Linked DNA regions of Mus musculus: region 2 is linked to region 1. Evidence: chromatin contacts called from public Micro-C data. All regions are on one chromosome and are shown on one strand. The core of a region is the stretch at or near the end of the contact, and the rest is flanking DNA. Distances in the headings are between cores, read along the strand shown.

The links. Hi-C and Micro-C count contacts between places; a contact is called where the count stands out from the background.
Region 2: a contact with region 1 is called in a Micro-C map of embryonic stem cells, with 3 times the contacts expected there. The contact joins the promoter of Dcun1d4 here to the promoter of Gsx2 in region 1. A contact is called at or near these places in 2 of 39 promoter capture datasets (frontonasal cranial neural crest and hippocampal neurons), 2 of 484 Hi-C or Micro-C datasets (both in embryonic stem cells), 2 of 115 datasets of contacts at active chromatin or transcription factors (astrocytes and epiblast stem cells) and 2 of 9 other capture datasets (embryonic stem cells and liver).

Annotation. Positions count from the first base shown.
Region 1 is chr5:75,074,139-75,076,993 of GRCm38.p6, reverse strand. Gsx2 (GS homeobox 2) reads right to left here and starts at 1,393. Exons shown (of 2, transcript NM_133256.2): 1 at 657-1,393; 2 at 1-28. The coding sequence starts at 1,233.
Region 2 is chr5:73,489,583-73,492,429 of GRCm38.p6, reverse strand. Dcun1d4 (DCN1, defective in cullin neddylation 1, domain containing 4 (S. cerevisiae)) reads right to left here and starts at 1,404. Exons shown (of 11, transcript NM_178896.5): 1 at 1,239-1,404. The coding sequence starts at 1,263.

The sequences.
Region 1 (2,855 bases), core at 144-2,643:
TTGGGTACCTGGCTGGTATCGGAGCCTCCTGTGGACCCAAAAGAGAGCAGAGAGGTGATGAACCGCAGAAAAAAAAAAGTGACCCCACTCTACTTGACAACCCTTGGAAAGAACGCGGCTCCAGAACCCAGTCTAACCCAACACATCCATGTTTGTCCCTGGTCTGTCTGGGAGTGTAAGAAAGACAGACGTTCATGAGAATTAAGGCCTTTAATGTCCTGGATTTTAAGTTAAAGGACTCCAGTGGAACTTGCACCTACTGCCTTCTCCTTCCCCTTGTCTGTCTTCCATTGGCCTAGCAAAGCTAACCAGCTAGCAGCCTCGGCCAAAGGCACAGACAGCCTTTAACCAACAGGGAAGCTAAGATGCCACACTGAGGTCCAAACGCATCCACCCCAAATCTCAGTCAGTTTAACCTCCTATTTCTCTGAAGTCTTGATCCAGGTCTCCAAAGCCCAGATAACAGGCGACACTTGTGCACCTGTAGAGCTAAGGGCACAAGGCCTCGCCAAGAAGTTGACTCCTTAACTTCCACCTCCGTGGAATTTCTAGGGGAAGATCTCAACAGTTCCACAGAAGATCCCACCTTACTCCCACCTCCTTCCCTGGTGGCGCAAAGTTTGTTTCCCCGGAGGCACGCAGGTACCCCGCCCTACCCATGGAGAGGCAGTGGAATCTCCGTGGGTCCGACATGTTGTAGGTAGTGGCGGCGCAGACAGGTGCGTGGTGCTGCGGGTGTCCCAGAGCCGCCGCTGCCGCAGCTGCCGCCGCCGCCGCCGCGGCCGCCGCTGCAGCCGAGCCGGGCTGCTGGGGCTGGTGATGGTGATGATGATGCTGTGGTGGGTGGTGGTGATGGTGTGCGTGGCTCACCCGTGGGCAAAACTGCGCGTCCCCAGGAGCGGGAGAGAACTGGCTTTTGAGCAAAGGTAGAGCGCCGGTGCCTCCAGCCACCCCGCCGCCCGCCACTGCAGCCCCCGCGGTCCCCGTAGCTCCGCCACCAGCTCCTGCGGGCGGGCGAGAGGAGTGCAGGTGCGAGGTGACGCAAAGCGGGCACACGCAGAAAGCGCCGCTTTTGCGGGACGGACAGCCAGGCCCGGACACTGACATCACCAACGGGGACGGCATGCCCAGCGGGATGAAGAAATCCGGCCCTGGGTGCGATTCCGGCAGCGAGGGTGCGGGCCGTGAGGAGTCCTTGATGATGAGTGAGTCCACGTAGAAGGAGCGCGACATGTCGATGGATGGCTTGTCCTGCGGGCTGCTGAGTCCCCTTCTCTCCTTCTGCTATCTGAGCACTGTCCGGAAAGCTGGGCGCACGCGGGCGGTCAAGTCCTTGGGGATGCTGAGGTGTCTGGGACTCGAACAAAGGGGTCCCTGGAGAGGGTTGGTCCTCACGTCCCCCGCCCGGAGCCCCGGCTCCAGGATTTTATAGCCCCCACCGCGGCACGTGATGCTGCGGAGTACCGCTCAGCTCAGACTCCTCGGCAGCTCCCCACCCTCGGGATAGGCTGCCCGAGTCACAACAGAAGCGGAGGGGTGGGGGTGGGGGGAGGCAGGGAAGAACGAGGGGGAGAGGGAGACTTCGCTAAGTGTAGGGTCTGTTAATTTTGCTAGGGATCGACCTCCTCTCCCTCCATCACTCTCAGCGGAAAATCTCAGCGATCCAGTTTCTGCCTACCTTCCTCCCTCGCTTGGGCCTCTGTCCAACGCTTCACAGTGACACACTGCAGAGAGCACCAGGTGGGGACCTCCAAGCCATTTAAACTGAGATAACCAATGCATTTAAGCTCCTAGGAGCCAACCCTAGCTGCGCAGTAAAGCTTGAGACTTCTGCTCTGGACCAGCGTATGTGGCCTTGTAGTGGAGGTCGGCCGGTCTAACGCTCACCACATTCATATCTGCCCTTGCTCCCCAGCTTTTCGATTTGGCCAAGGTCTGGCGGGTAACAACCCAGCTTAGAAACCAAGCACTCCAGGCTACATCAATTCTCAAATGTCCTTGTATTCTCTTGAGGTCACTCAGACCACTAATCCTTCCTTGTGCATCTTTCTAACCAGCAGCTCTGCCTTCTGCAAAGAGTCAATCCTTTCTTATTTCAAGCAGTTACATAGTTTCCAAGCCCAACCTCCGCTAAACTTCACCAGGAACATTTTGCAGAGACTGGGGTAGCAGCTGGAGGAGGCCCTTGCGGTCCCTTGGTCTAAGTGATCTCCTGCTAACACCACCCCACCCTTCTCAATAGATGCTTATTGCATCCTTGCTTATTCCGCCATTCAGCTAGTGGTGGAATCCTGCCTGTACCTAAGGAGCAGTTTAGTAGCAGACCTCCATTTGGTGGCTCAGAAAGACTTGTGCACCTACCTGCTAGGTGGCTGCCATCTAGATGTCTTTGGGAGAAAGTCAAGGCCACAGAGGTGACAGCAATTTCTCCCCTGTCCTTTTACCAAAATGGCTAACTTCAAGTGTGAGTTTACAACAGTGACAGTTAACTTGAAGATCAAGGGCAGGGAACAGCAGTTGGAGGCTCAGGGTTCTGTGTCTGTCCTGTCTTTCTTTCCCCTTTCCATCTCTGTGACCACCCCTCTCTTGCCTGCTGGAAGTGTATAATTGGGTTGTAGGGATGCCCCACTCTAGGGAGCCCAGGATTTATGGATGGCAATTAAAGTTTTATGAATTGCAGCTGAGGCTGGTTATTGAGCTATTTGAATGTGATTAGAATTCAATTAGAAAGTGGTTAGTGGACGGTGGGTCTCCTGAGTGTAAACAGACAGCTATTCCAGAAATGTGCTAATCCAACATCTTGTGACAACAATTAAGGAGTCTCGGGGCTGAGCACGGGGTCCCCGCTCACTTGT
Region 2 (2,847 bases), core at 155-2,654, 1.6 Mb after region 1:
CCCGGTGCTTCGGGCGGAGGTAGCTTCTCGCACGCGCGTTGCTATGCCTCCAAAGCGGCCCTCCGTACAAGGTAACAGGTCTTGACGCATCAGCCTCTACACCTGATGGCCAGAAATTAGAGAACTGCGTCACACACTGCCAAACCTACGGACCGCCGGGGACCCCGACAACCTCTTACGCCAATTCCTCCACCCCGCTTCCAGGACCCCTGCGGGTCGAGTCAGCTCGCAGACAGCGGCCTCCCGGTCCTGTAACCCCAGCCCGCGCTGACCTCGCTCCCCGTTGCTCGCCGAACGCGGAGGCTACTGCCAGCCTCGGGACACCTCCCGGGTACCCGGCCCCGCCCCCTCTCCTCAGTGCACCCCGAGGCTCAATGGTGGTCCCCTCCTAGGCTGGAACCGGGCCTCTCCAGGGAGGAGGCGCCTCCCCCAATGGACAGTCCAACGCTCCCCACCCCGCCCCAAGAGCACCGTACCCGAAGATGACAGCCCTCCCAGTCCCCGCTTCTCCCCACCTACTCTTCCTCCTAACTCACTCCGCACACCCTCCCCGACCCCTGTCCCAGCCCCCAAACTGCACAGCAGTCCTATCCGCCATCCACTCCTCCGGGGACCGCCTGTCCCAACACCTGCCCCCCAAGCCCTCTCCCCACTCCCGACCGCCGTCCCGCACACCGGACTCCACAACTCTCCCATCCCACCGCGGCGTCTCCCACTCCATGGCCCCCGTTACATCACCCCCCATCCCCTCACCGGCCCGGCCGCTGCCCCAGCTCCCCACCCATTGTTCCCGCCCCCGCCCCCAGCCCTCCTTCCCATTGTCCCCGCCCCCTCTCCCCTCGCACTCCCCCGCCTTCCCCGGTAGACCGTACGGCTCGGGCCCCGCAAGCCTCACCCTGTACTCGGACCGCAGGCCCTCTCCCTGCCCGCTCGTACCACCCCCGACCCCAGCTGCCAGCGCCCGCCGCCGTCTCCACCTCCGTGCACCACCGACTCTCGGCCCCCGGCCTTCCAGAATGTCCCCCCTCCCCCAACCGCGGAAAGCCAGCCAGTCCCCACCCCCTCCCCGCCGCCCCTGCCCCCGCCCCAGCCGCCCGCAGCGTCACGGCCCTCGGACTCCAGGAGGGGTTCAACCCGCTCCCGGGCCAGGGACTCCAGCGCGATCGGAACCGGAGAAGTGGAGAAGGGAGCGCAGGAGCGGACGCGGTGTGCGGGCCCGCTGGCTCTGTGCTACTCACTGACAGCTGCAGCATCCGAGTGCATTTTCGGGCAGCTCACACCCGCCTGCCGCCCGGGCTCCCGCGCTCCACTCGCGGTCCCCCTACCGACTCCCCAAACCTTAGCTCGCAACAGAGGACCGCCGGCTTCTTCTCCGGCCCGCCCATCCCGCCCTTCTCATTGGCTAGACCCCAGCCGGGGGACCGCCCCTCTTCGGCTCTCATTTGACCGAAGAAGTGCTGGTTGCGCCGCCTGCAGCTGGCAAGGAGGCCCCGCCCCCTAGACTGCAACGTGATTGGCCCCGGCGTCTCGCCTCCGACCGCCCCTGGTGGAGGCCACTGTTCGGAGCCGCAGGTTGGACCCAACGGCTGTCAGTCATTCAGGGGTCCGAAAGCGCGTGGAGGGGCGAGACTGGGGAATTGGTCCACCTTGACCCTGAAGCCCCGCCCTGTGGCGGGCGGATCCTGGAGCGGGAGACCAACCGAGAGCCCAGCCGAGAACCTGGGTTAAGCATCCGAAACAAAGCAGCCTGAGGGACCTAGAGCCAAGCTCCAGCCCACAGGGACTGGTGTTCCCTGGGAGGCCATCGGCCAGATCCCGCTACTGCCCGCGCCCGGGTCCCGCCGGTTCTCCTCAATCGTTTCCCATTGCGGAAAATTAGAAGAAGAAAAATATCTCCGCTTTCCTCCCCTTTATGCCACAACCTTTCTGTCCTCAACTTTGGAAATGCGCCTCTTTTTCAGAGTCAATTATTCAGAGTCATGCGTTACTTGCGCCAAAGGTTTCGAATGCTTCAGGCATTGAACGTCAGACACCTCTGCGGTCCCCAGACAGCGAGAGAAAAACCTAGTGCCACATTAGGCTCTGGGGTCAGCCTGACACCAAGATAAGCCAGGTCCCCTGACTATAAAAGTCTAAGAAACATAAGTCGAACCTGGCCAAACCGCTGTTTAGCAGAGGGAAGCGTTAATGGGGTTGTGATTGTTAAGTGTCCTAAATACTGCTTTTGTTGTTTCTTGGAGTTTTTCAGTACTTGAAAACCAGTTCTCCACAATCACAGGTAATGCAATAACGCTGAGATGTGCGAGGGTGGGCGCCCCGCCCCCACCGCAAACACACACTCCATGTCCAAACCTCGCTTGCCCCAACCACAGCCTGGACAGCCTGTAGATTCCGCCACACGCACTGGATGATATGACCAAAGATAACAAAGGGGTCCTGCGTTAGGATTCTGAATTCTACAGCCCAGGCTCTTGAGTTGTAGAGTTCTGAAATCCGGACAAATGTTACAAGCGCAAAACAGCTTACAGTCCTTGTTATCTACATCACTGTGTTTGTTACTGTGATATGTTCCATCTCATCGCCCTCTATTTCTCTGTAATTAAATTGAATCCCAATAACGCAATCTTTCATATTTGTCATTCAAATGCATATGATTCACTTCATCAAATTGCAAAATATCAGAATTGCATCTGAAGACAAGAACTCTTCATAGAGCATTCTTTTGGGTCTCCTTAACAGGACAGAGTCTTAGCCAAGTCTCATAAACAAAGGAAGGTACTTGTAGGCTCCTGGGTTGGGAGCTTCTATATTTTTTTAAGTGCTTATTCTGGGCAAAGTCTTTTTGTG